Linked DNA regions of Sus scrofa: all the other regions are linked to region 2. Evidence: chromatin contacts called from public Hi-C data. All regions are on one chromosome and are shown on one strand. Each heading gives the region's core, a stretch centred on a gene start, on an enhancer-like site or on the middle of the called end of the contact. The rest is flanking DNA. Distances are from core to core; before and after follow the strand shown.

Evidence for each region. Hi-C and Micro-C count contacts between places; a contact is called where the count stands out from the background.
Region 1: a contact with region 2 is called in a Hi-C map of retroperitoneal adipose tissue, with 1.8 times the contacts expected there. The contact joins two enhancer-like sites. A contact is called at or near these places in 10 of 47 Hi-C or Micro-C datasets (alveolar macrophages, brain, embryonic fibroblasts and 4 more) and 1 of 2 datasets of contacts at active chromatin or transcription factors (skeletal muscle).
Region 3: a contact with region 2 is called in a Hi-C map of retroperitoneal adipose tissue, with 2.3 times the contacts expected there. The contact joins two enhancer-like sites. A contact is called at or near these places in 13 of 47 Hi-C or Micro-C datasets (embryonic fibroblasts, fetal heart ventricle, heart right ventricle and 7 more) and 2 of 2 datasets of contacts at active chromatin or transcription factors (alveolar macrophages and skeletal muscle).

The regions. Positions count from the first base shown.
Region 1 is chr1:104,830,631-104,834,759 of Sscrofa11.1, forward strand. All of the region lies in intron 8 of TCF4 (transcription factor 4), which reads right to left. Among named protein-coding and RNA genes, the nearest start is that of TCF4, 250 kb to the right of the region's middle. Within about 2 kb of position 2,436, at least 21 of the 83 cell types and tissues checked have an H3K27ac peak or open chromatin away from gene starts, as enhancers often do. A contact at or near this core is called in retroperitoneal adipose tissue, where this site is marked.
Region 2 is chr1:104,903,546-104,907,706 of Sscrofa11.1, forward strand. The region is part of intron 5 of TCF4 (transcription factor 4); the gene reads right to left. Among named protein-coding and RNA genes, the nearest start is that of TCF4, 170 kb to the right of the region's middle. Within about 2 kb of position 2,111, at least 3 of the 83 cell types and tissues checked have an H3K27ac peak or open chromatin away from gene starts, as enhancers often do. A contact at or near this core is called in retroperitoneal adipose tissue, where this site is marked.
Region 3 is chr1:104,992,229-104,996,336 of Sscrofa11.1, forward strand. All of the region lies in intron 3 of TCF4 (transcription factor 4), which reads right to left. Among named protein-coding and RNA genes, the nearest start is that of TCF4, 86 kb to the right of the region's middle. Within about 2 kb of position 2,418, at least 8 of the 83 cell types and tissues checked have an H3K27ac peak or open chromatin away from gene starts, as enhancers often do. A contact at or near this core is called in retroperitoneal adipose tissue, where this site is marked.

The DNA of each region.
Region 1 (4,129 bases), core at 1,186-3,685, 73 kb before region 2:
TGACTGTATAAACTTCCAATTAAAAATGACATTCACACCATCATTTTTGATAGAATTTTGCACAGTAGGAATACTCATTAATGCAGGGTAATACAGTGTGATAAGCAGCTTAGACATCAAAATAGCAAAAAAAAAAAAAAAATGCCAGTTGGTCTACTCTTTACATGAGTAAAATGAAAGTTAAAAAATTAAATACCTGAGGAATTAATTAAAAAGAACACTATGGGCATATGCATTTTTTTTTAACTATGTCAAACCATGACCATCTATTCCCTAGTCAGTTTCTACTGCAGAGGTCTCAGTCCTAGTACAAAAACACAAAAACAAAAACATATCCATCCTATATTGGATGATAATACATGAAAGGCATTACAATATTCAAAATGGAATAAAATATAATTTAAATAATTTTACTCATCCTACAAGTATCCTCTGAAATTGAGTTTCTCTCTATATATTTTTAAATCATTTAATATGAAGGTATCGGAAATATTTGAATTCTTTTCAGCACAGGTAAAGGAGAGGCAAAAGCCCATCAGCTACAAAGTGTGGGCACATGGGTCATTTCTTGATCTTTAAATGGAAAATATAAAGTGATCATATAATTCTCAGCTGTACCTTCAAGTAAAAGGCAAAGGAGGTGTGTCCACATACTAGAAGAGAAACAGGTAAAAGGCAATGCGGTTATTTCTGAATCCTATCAAATAATCTGCTTTCTTTAGGGGGCAAGGAAAGAAAAGAAACTACCACTTGAAGACCAGCAGTGAAAGGGTTAACAGACATATGCTGTATAATTAGGAGATGCATTAATGATTATGAATAGTAAATGATTTGGTGCAAAGAAAAAAATTTTAGTCAAAGGGACATGTACCTATCTTACATGTTTATTAGTAACTGTATATAACTAGAGAATTCTGCTATTAAGAATCTTGCATTATTGGTGTAAATACTTCCAAGGGTACATCAAATTGTAATCTTTCATACGACATCCATCAAACCAGGCTGGAGATTTTGACAAACATTAAACACAGTAAGGAGGCAATTATGTATGCATGATTTAATCTGCAACTAATTAATATGCAAATTTATTCATATGTTAGTTACTAAATTAAAAATGCAAAGAAGCCCTTATGGTGATTCTCGAAATTTTGCACAAACAGAACATTTAAAATGTAAGAAAAATGAAGTTTTTTAGAAACCTATAACACACTTTTAGTGTCTCCAGAACCTGTTGCATGAAGAAGGCTCAAAAATGTGTGTTTAAATACTAGATAATAATTTAAAAGGTGTGCTAATTTTATGTGAGAATGTGGGAACAGAAAGGTTAATCAGAATTCTCTCGAACTCTTAAGAGATACACTCTAATTACCAGACAAATGGTATTCTATTTCTAAGCTTCCTTCCCTGCTTTTAGGGTTGTCAGAAGTTGGTCATCCTACTGATATCTTGTACAAATGGTTAGGGGGGATAAATAGGATATGAAAGCAACTAGATATATTGAAAATTTCAGGCTAACTTTGAGACCATTTGGTGCACACTAAATACACAATTCCCTGCTCAAGATGGCAACTCGCTCTTTTCGCCTTTGGGGAACAGCTAGCTCTCTGCAAACAGAGAAATGGGAGGAAAATCTTGAGGGAGGTTAGAAATTCTCCCCAACTCCCTTCCAATGAACCCTTCAAAAAAATAAAAAAATAAAAAATAACAATGCGACTAGCCCAAGAACCACAACCTCTCCCAAAAAGCAGCAGTTAATTTCATCTGACTTCAACCCAGCTCTGTTAGCACTGCATTTTCCAGATAATCCAAAACTGATCTGAATCTTTGATGGGAGATGAGGGGTGTGGAGTTGTACAATTTTAAAAGATTTTTGGATGTCTGCATACAAGGGAACATCCATTCAAGTGCCTATCTGATCCTTTGGCACCACTGCCTTCTGCGAGAATCTGATTTCCTGGTGACTTCCTAGTAATCAGCAGCGAGATTCTGTGTGGATCACCTCTCATCTGATTACCTTTTTCAGCCGAAGTCCGACGGGCCATGTATACAGCTCCCGGAGCTGGCACTAGGAACAGCTGTAGTGGCCTCAAGAAATCAACGCAAGTCAACTGTATAAGGAAGCACAATGACAGCATCTACGGCTCTTCCTAGGGCACTGAACTCTCACCCACGTTTAAAAAAAAAAAAAAAAAACTCGCCATCAGTCTCATCGCTGCCAAGTGACACACAAAAAGGAAGTTAACCATTGGCTGTTACTTTTATTCACAGTCTGACTCTGATCTCCCAGCTTCCCTTAGCCCCTTCTGATGCCAAGCGGGCTACAGCTTGCCCATTTCGTTTCGACCACGGCAGCCAAAAAAAGCACTGCCCTACCGTGCGGGGACAAGCAGTCTGTTTTGATATTAGTACCTCAGTATGCGACACAAGAGTGTCAGATGTCCCTGAACTCTGTGCCCTCCCCCGAGGGACTCTGTCCTGGCCTTCCTTGGCCAGAGAGGTGGCGAGACTGCCACAAATCCTCAGCTTTGAAAAGCACAGGGGAAGGAAACGCACCATCCACGGGGCTCAGCCAGAAATGGCAAGGAGAGCCTCTTCTGGGGGAGAGGATTCATGCCCTCCAATTCAATCCTTGTGTCTAACTGGAAATATGAACCTATATTCTATTCACTCCCTGCCAGGCAGCCTACAGGAGCCCAAAGTGAATTACATAAGAAAAGGACTCCTTTTCTTATGTAATTAAATCTTAGTAGATGCTATGAAGTCAACCTCAGATTCTCTTCTTTTTTCTTTCATCTAAGAGGACAATTTGGAGTGCAGAAGAATAGGTTATTTTCACTGATTCTCAGAGAGGGAGGAAGACAGCAAGAAAATGCTGCCTTGCTGCTCCCCCCACCCCCACCCCACGACATCCAACAAATCTGCTTTCTTCGCTAAAGGCACAGAATCTGACTCTAACCTGCTTTAACCCCTGAATGTGCCAGTAACGTTCTCCTCTCCAGCATTAACAGAGCCTACTCTTCATGATTCCAGTGAGGCAGCCTCAGGTGAGAAGCTCAATTCCCAGACATTTCAGGAATCTGAGAATAACCGAGGCATCTTTAATTTTTACAGGTGACTCAATTTTACTTGTGACCAGAACTGAACATAAAGCTTTGAAAAGCTTAAATATACACATTCATGCATTCATTACACAGTGTTAAATCTAATTTGTTCTTTTTACTGTCACAGGAAGCACATGTTTAAAGCAATCTGTTTCCTCATGTGAATGCTTTCCTGTCTGTTTAAAAAAAATTGCGACACACTTTACCCTGAGTAACCAAGAGGTGATCATAAATATCCCTAAATAGCATTAAACAGATAGGAGAGACATTAACACTTTCAGAATGCCAAAGTAGTATTAAAAAAAAAAATTCTAACAGATGCTCCTAGGTCAAAAAGTGAAATGTGTGTTTCCTGAAAAAACACTCTCATCAGAATCATAAATGAACTGTGAGGAGAGAAGTGAGGTGTTGCTGAACAAACCAGGATCCTTTTGGTGAGGAACTCAGCAATCCACTGCCAAAGAGCACTTGCCATAAAAAGCCAAACTGAAATGGAAGTTTGATGCAAACCAATGTCCTTTGTAATCCACAAGGTGGCAATGACTACAAATATCGGGTAGCTCTGAGGGGTCTCTTCTCTCCCACTTCCCAGAGAAGGGTCTGTCCCTGGGAAAGCATGTGTGTCTGCCTGGGGACACCAGGAAGAAGTCCAGCCAAAAGGGACCTTTCGAGAGGAATTTACCGTGGAGCAGGGCCTGGGTTTGCGGTGCCTTAAAACTGTCTGGGAAGAGATATCTGTTGTGAAATGTATTGGTCATGCTCTCTCTCTCTCTCCTCCTCCCACTTTGGCAGATTTTTCTTTTTCCTTTAAATGCACGAGTTCACAAATCAGCCCTTCTTTAAAAAAAAAAAAAAAAATTGGTTTAGGTTTCCCATAGCTGACCAGCAAGAATACTTTTTTTTTTGAAAGAAACACAGTACAAGGCAGCAAAGGCCAGCATCCCCCGATTCTTTGACTTTCCCTGAAAACATCTGTATAAATAGTCCTGTTCAATGTTAGAAATGGATCTAAACATTCCTAAACAAAT
Region 2 (4,161 bases), core at 861-3,360:
TTAAGAGTATCTTGAGACTTCATCAAAACTCTTCATTTGGGGGGATTCTGAACATGGTTTAGAATCTATATTCAATTCTCCTTAAAGCCCTCATGTTTGTAAAGCCCTATATAGCATACAAAGCAATTTAGCTTACATTTTTTAAGACAACACCCTAAGAATTCCTTAGATGGGCATTTTAACCCCTATTTGACAGATGAGGTCACTAAAATTAAGAAAGGGTAACCTGTTTGTAGCAATAAAAGAAGGTATACAGATATTAAGAGTTGAAACTAGAACGTAAACTACCAATTTCTGTACCAAAACCCATTTCACATTATGCCACCTCTTCTTGGAGTATTCCAGATGTCTGACCAGTATCTATCATGGTAACAAAGATTATTCCACTCATCTTTTTCTCCCTGTGGAACACAGCTCTCTCCTCAAATAATATCAACTCAATTCGAAGTCAGTCCTTTCATCCATCCAGTCCTTTGATGGATGAAAATGTTAGAACTGGTCAACATTTTGAGCAACCATTCCTCTGGTACACCAAAAGTCACCATCCTGATGCAACACTAAAGTTTTGCCTTGGATTACTTATCCCACCCTAGACACAACAGCCAAACCATCCCCTCGCTCGGTGTCATGCCTAGGAGAAGCGGAAAAGCACACACATTATCAAATTAAAGCATGTGAGGTTTATGCTTTCTTTTCCCAATGCAGGAAAATCTTTCATTGAAAATAACACTAATTCCACAGAGTGTGCAATTAATCAACATAATCATGGGGATAACTTAGTTGTTTGGGGAGGTGTGTCAAATAACTCTTTAAGGCCACTAAAGTGCCACTTGAGCCACCGGAGTAATGATTTTCTGAATCAGCAATTTGTACAAGGGTTCCCTAGAGACCTGAAGGACTAAGCCTAACCCTGAAATCACTCAACTTACTTCTAATGAGTAACTTACTACCGGCTTTATGTGAATAAGGTCTTAACAGTTCTGCCTGCCTTGCTGTCTATTTTTATTGTGGTTTGTGTCTATGGTGGTTGGGTAGAACCAAGGCAATGAAGGACTGTGGGGAGCCTCTGAAGAAACAACATATGTACTTGAAATCTTATTTTTTTTTTTAATTTGAAGAAATGGAATACTTTTTCAAATAAAAATGAAAAATGGTCAATCTTGCATCCACACCAAAGGTATCAAACGCAAGTAGAAATTAAAGATTTTTGCTATAGTCTTAGGAGGAAAGGAAGACATAGGATGGGTGTACAGAAAAGCATACCCCCTAGCCCCTGCAATGCAATTCTATGGCTCAGAACCCCTGCTGATCATGAGAATCATTAGTAAAACTTTTCTGAAAATAGATACCTGGGTTTTGTACCTCGGGGTACTTACATTCAGTGGAATGGGGTTTGGAATCTCTATATTATATTTTTATTTTTGTTTGTTTTCCTTTTTTTCATTTATAATGATTTTTATTTTTTCCATTATAGCTGGTTTACAGTGTTCTGTCAATTTTCTACTGTATAGAAAGGTGACCCAGTTACACATACATGTATACATTCTTTTTTCTCACATTATCATGCTCCATCGTAAGTGACTAGGAATCTCTATTTTTTAAATAAAAGTCCACTGATTTGTCTACCAAGTCAGGGATAAGAACAATCGATTTATGTGGACTGATTTAGTCTTTCAGGTTACATCAGAGGAAATTCCAATACACTTGGTAACCTGGTAGATAACAACAACAAAAACAACAGCAAAAAAAATCCATGACTACTCAATCCAACCTATTTAGCTGGATTTTTCAAAAGCAAACATGTGTTGATCTCCAAGATCCTTTCAGACAGGTCCTTTCCATGGGTTAGAGAAGCCTTTTTCTGGAAGTGCACTAACTCTTTACATGTGTTCATCTCCACTCATGAAGACTGATGGTTTTAAAGAAATTCATCTCACATTACCAAGTAGAGGGCCCTAACAAACAACAGAATTCCAAGACATAAGTGTCCTGGATGTGAGAGGAAAACCCTCTTCTATCAGATCCACTGGTCCCCTCCTGCTTCCTTCCCCAAGACAGAGTCACCTTTAGACTCTAGGCTTAACTTCCAGCGAACCTGCCTTGGTTTGCTAACCTAAAAGGGCTCTTTCCCTGTCTATTCCCCATGCCCATGCTCTACTAAGGACATTAAACTCCATGTAAGCGGAAGAAGTCTGGTTCTTTGATTCCTCTGGAAGAGCTCTATGACATTCCCAGCCAGATGCAGCAGAGACAGTATCATAGGAGGAAGACTTGCTTGCTCAACTCTTTAGAATTTATCAGCAAATTTTAAGAAAATAAGCAGCTAAGTCTCACCACGCAAATCGCCTTTAGCAATAAATTATGTGCTGCCCATTAAACTGATGTTCTGAGCCTTACTAACATTAGTTGTAAAAAATAATAATGACCAAATTCCAGATTAGGTACAGCAGAACAGAACACAGAGGCAAAGGCTGAATATTACGTTTGTTACAAAGAGTCTATATGAGAAAATTACATATTTTAGAGCCATGACATTGAGGGGATGGCCTCAGTTTCCAAGCTGAGCTCACAACTAACAATTAGAATATAACCATTATCATCTCTTGAAGGAACCACAAGCACTGATATGATAATCAAGAATGCACAAAAATAAGGGAGGTGGGGGTTTCAAAAAAATTTTTAATGCAGCTTATACAAATGTACTATACTTACACATATACACAAATGTATATAAGTAACATTTTAAGCCACAGGCAGAAGATAATCTAAGTATATATACTGGATAGCCACTAGAATGCAGTTCATGATTATTGGACAATATTAAATAAATCAAAGTAAATAAAAATTCAGATGATTTATCCAAAACATCTGAAGGTAACTGCTATCAAAAAACTTAGATGACATTTCCCTGCTTCTCTAGCTCTAAGGTCTTTGATCATTTCATATATTGGGAGATTGGTTTGGGGTTTTGATGAAATGTGTTTACAACTTAGGGAAACATATATTATCATTTGTAATATATTCGATGACCATTTCTATAGTCTTAGATTATATAGGGTCTATATTACTAAACATACACTACTGAGAAGTTCGGGTGGAAGAGCCCATAATTCAAAATACAATTCAGGGCATTCAGAGAGCAGAGTAGGAGGACTGCTAACCATTGAACCTGCTCTTCAAGGAAGGTGATGGTTCACGGATAAAATTACACAAACCACTGAGTCCCACACTAGGATGTTTGAGAAAAACCTCCGGATTGCTGAATGTATGATCATGACTAAATCAAGAGAGGAAGGAGGGGGACACAGGAAGGAAGGGGAGAGGCAGAGGAAATGATGATGAGGGAGGAGGAAGAATGGAGGAAGGAGAGAGAAGGGGCGTAGTCACAACAGTGACCGCATCCTATCAAAAATATGCAAGAAAATAAAATACATCACGTGGAGCAGATGCTTACAGACAGCAATTTTCAGTCCTGAAGCTTGCAAAAATGATCCTCTGAAGAGTTGTGAAAGATGTCCAAACAACATGAGATAAGGAAATAGTTGTTGGGTGCCTATGTGTACCTACCATTGGCTAACTATACTTCAATAAGGGACATTACTCTTAGAAATTAGGAGTTTAGATGGGTGAATTGCTGGGGAGCAAACCCAATAATGTACACTGTAAGAGGAATCATGAGAATAATGAGAAGCACAGAGAACACCTAAAACAACTCCCGCATGGCAACAGGCGACCACAGGAAAGATGTACATTTGAGATTCTACACAAGATGCCATTATAACAGATTTAGTAGGAACTGGATAGCCACTAGAATGTAGTTCATGACTATTTGACAATGTTAAATAAATCAAAGTAAATAAAAGTTCAGATGATTTATCCAAAACATCTGAAGGTAACTGGTATTGAAAAACTTAGATGACATTTCCCTGCTTCTCTAGCTCTAAGGTCTTTGATCATTTCATACATCGGGAAGCTGATTTGGGTGTTTTGATGGAATCTGTTTACAACTTAGAGAAATTTGCAAAGATAAGAGAACTATAAGGATCACCACAGAGCACTCAGTGAACTGATTCAATCATTTCAGAGATATGTAGAACTCTCTTATACATAATTAATTTTTATAAAGAACTTGATGGAAACTTGTCAACAAAAATTGCTATG
Region 3 (4,108 bases), core at 1,168-3,667, 89 kb after region 2:
AGAAAGAATACCACACAATATGGGGCAGAAGGATGGATCCTGAGAAATTAATGTGACTATAGGATCAGATGTGTTAATACCTCTAATGTAGCCATGAACTAAAGCTACAGGAAACTGAAAGAGAAAAAAAAAAACTCTGACATCCACATGAATACCAAATTAATTCATTATGATCAGTGCTACTACAATGAACACAAAATTAATTCATCACAGTGGAATACACAAAGCACTACCCACTTGTTATACCTACTGACAAAAAATAATAGGACGATTATCCTCCACCAGGGTGACACACGTGGCCACGGGCACTGCCAGCACTGTCAGTCACACACAAGTGTTTCCGTCTCTGGGAGTCTACCAAGATAGTTTTGCAAGGAAGCTCTTTATCAATCATAGTAAATAAAGCAAAAAATGGAAAAACGTAAATTACCAGTGGTTCTCTTGACCTCGGCTGCTCCCTGCCAAGGCTGCAGAATGGGGTGAGGCAAGGGAAGCTCCTCAGAGCATTATTTAAGGAGATGCCCACAGTCTCATAAGGGTTGACCCTCCCCTAGCATGACCTTGACAGTGAGTCTTCCACTTCTACACAAACTATAAAGCATGACCATGTCCCGTACACTGGAGTCCAGGGCTCCTGCTGCCTGGTGCCAGAGCCCTAACTCATGCCAATATAATAGTCAAAGTCTCTAAGGAAACTTCTTTGGACTTCTGTGTCCTCCAAAATCCTTGTATGTACTTAAAAGTGCTAGAGCAGCAATCAGGAGTCTGGGCTCTGCCACAGGACTCTGCCACAAGATGTAAAAATCAAGAAGAGTTGCTTAATCTCCCTCTGGTGCCCACCCCCCACCCCAGCAGTGAAGGGGAGTGGATACGGCTTTTCTTCTCTTCTCCTACAGGAGATTCCTGGCACCCAAGACCTTGGGGGCTCAATCTATTTTCACTTCTGTCACCAACTTAGCACCTGACTGGCATTTAAAGGGTATTTTTCCTTAGTAACGTCAAGGGTAAAGATTTAACATGTGGAAGGTTCCATGTAGGAAGGAGGAGAACATCTTCCTACAGATGATGAGTGTCTCCCCAGTGGTGGGCAAAACGAAGCCACGACTGGTTCACCTTTCATTTGTAAAGACCTGTTTTAAAGTCAGCCAAGACTTAAATACCTCTGGACAGCTGGGGAGAACGGTTCTCATGTACCAGTTTGCAAGATTATTCTTCCCCCTTTCCTTGAAATGGGGAAAGCTTTTTTTCTTCATCTTCAATTATGGGCTGGATCTGAGACTTTCACGGAACAGGTCCAAAACATACTGGTATTAATCAATGTAACGAAAGGCTCCAACTTAATGTCACAACCTGCTAAAAGAGAAATCTGTTTATTCAGAACTTTTCTTGGAGCATACAGAGACTCAGTAGATGGATATTTGTTCCTTTGCTAAACTCCTACCCTGCTCTTCTTCCTCTTCCTTCGCCTTGGTAGGGTGCTCATGTTACACCAACACATCTGCATATCGCAGGTGTGTAGGAAGAATAGGAATCTGCCACAATGTGAAAGTAGAACATTACATTCTCACCTGAGAATGGGGTACCAATAAATGACAGGAGTTCCCTGGTGGCTCAGTGGGTTAAGGATCTTGTCACTGCTGTGGCTAAGGTCACTGCTATGGTGCGGGTTTAATCCCTGGCCCGGGAACTTCGGCGCAGCAACAAAGAACCCAAGAAACCTTTGGGCATAGCACCAAAAAACCCCAAACAAACAAAAACTATGAATACAGCCATGCCCACATTTAAATAAATAAATAAATAATAAAAGCCTTAGTAGAGACCAAAGGTTTAAGCTGCGTGTGTATGGCTGGGGTGGGGATACAGGGAGAGTAGTTTTAGCACAGGGTAAAGCAACTTGTAAAGAAAAAAAAAAAAAAAAAACAGAAAGGGCTTTTTCAGCTAAATCTAACTCCTTCTGCTTATGTAGGACAGAACTTCAACTTGACTCTACATTAGAATCACCTGGGGAGGTTTTAAAGCATCAGCATTTTCCCAGGTCCCCAGGTAACTGCAATGTACAGCCAGGACTGCAAACCACTGACAGGGAGGCCTAATGACCACTGATCAGATATGCAGGAGTTATACTCCGAGGGGACACAAATCAGTGAATGGTCCTCAGGATTGGCTGGCTCTCTCTGAATCCCATTGGGACCTTTTATTAAAATACAGAGTCCCAAGTCCTACTCCCAACCTCTGGAATCAGGGTCCCAAGAAAAGAGGTTTCAAAATATCTGTGCATTAAAAAACAAGCAAACAAACAAACAAACAAACCCAAAAAAACCTTCGAGTACATCTGGATTGTCATAGGAGTTGAGAACCACTGGCCTGGACAGACCTTAAAAGTTCTTAGCCCTGATTTGGTTGGTTTCCAACATAACGCTTCATGTTTAGACGGGTAAAAGTGCTTGCCTGCCAGGGAACTGGGAATGGCAGGGGGTAAAGGGTGGAGGAGGGGAGAAGTATTTAAGAAAAAAATAAAGAGAAAAGAAATTTAAGTGTCCTCCAAGCACCCACAAGTCTGCTTCTTAAAGTGCTGATAATGAGCAAAAAGACCAATGAAACTAAATTTTGTACCAGTTCATTTCAGCACATCCTGTTTATACGACTATTTAATGAGTCATTCAGCCAGGATGATTTTCTGTCTGAATATGTTAATTGCCATTTTTTCATAGCTCTCTATTAAACAGTACAGATAAAATAGGCATGCTCATGATTTTAAGCCCTATCAGCCACTCACCCTCAAAGGAGCGGGCAAGGGGAGTAAAGAAGGGGGATCTTTTTTTTAGTGTTTAATTCTCTTAACATATATTGGCATTTGGGACCCCACTTCAATTCAAAAGCATATGTTAGAGTTAGCATTAAAGAGAAAATGAAATGAGGTGGTTATCTCCCATATGCCACTGGCTTCATTATATCACAAAGAATTAGCTCAAATAACAGGCCAGCAATGTGAAGCCTCTTGCTGGTAAGTTCCCCACTTTTAGGAGGTACATATAAATATTTGGGAAAAGACCAAAGATAGAGAAATGGGGAACTTCTGACCCACAGTAGTATATTTTTAAGAGCAGCTCAGTTAAACAAGTATAAGTTAGTGTATAATGATTATTATTGTTAAGCTAGAAGCCTGGATGATCCAGGAAATGGGTAGAAGGTCTAGTTAATATTTTTTGAATTATATTTAATGAGTGATTAAGAGAATTCATTTTTACATTTCATGTATCCCCAAAGGAAGCAGAATTTACAAATGTAAATTCAGAAACGTCAATCGAGAAGTAAAAACCATCAGTGAAAAAAAAGTGAGTCATATTTTTATTCCCATTATTTCTTAATGAATCAAACCAATCTTAATATTCATTTAGCATTTATGCAGTTTCCAGCGCCTTAATTTTAAGCATTTACATTAAACAAATTATATATCATTACACTGCATTTGGAAGAATTAAAAAAAAAAACAAAACCCTACACAATAAACCTTAAGGCTATGACAATGTATTTTACCCTGAACTGCTTTGTTTACAAATATTAAATGGTCAAATTAATAGTGTTCTCCATGGCTTTTTAGCATCTAAAATTTTTCATAAATCAAAGTAAAGTAATCCCAAAGATGAAACTCCAGTGGCAAAGGTTTATTGGTCTTCGTGCCTCATTAAAGGGACTTTATAAATCACATTTGTTCTTTTGAGTAGCAACTAACACTGCTGAAAAGGACAGGTTGGGTTTTAAAAGAGACAGATATGACCTAAAGGGAACACATTTTACTGTAGTGAAATAAACTGAGGAAACAGTTTGCAGATTAAAAACCCCTTGAAAGGAAGCATCATCTTTGGGAGAAAAAAAAAAAAATCTTCGCTGAGGAAAACAGCTGGAAGCAGGAAGCTTTGGGGCTTTCATCCCGCTGGTTTTGATTCCACCGTAACCCCATATCATGAAAAGGCAAAGAGACCAACTTCAGCTGTGCCTCCTTTCAACAGAAGGAGGAAAAGGCTTTGTGGATTGTGTGCAACCCGATCCAGAAGATCTCCGCCCTGATCAGACAAACACTAACAATGGAGTGGAAAAAGAGAACCAG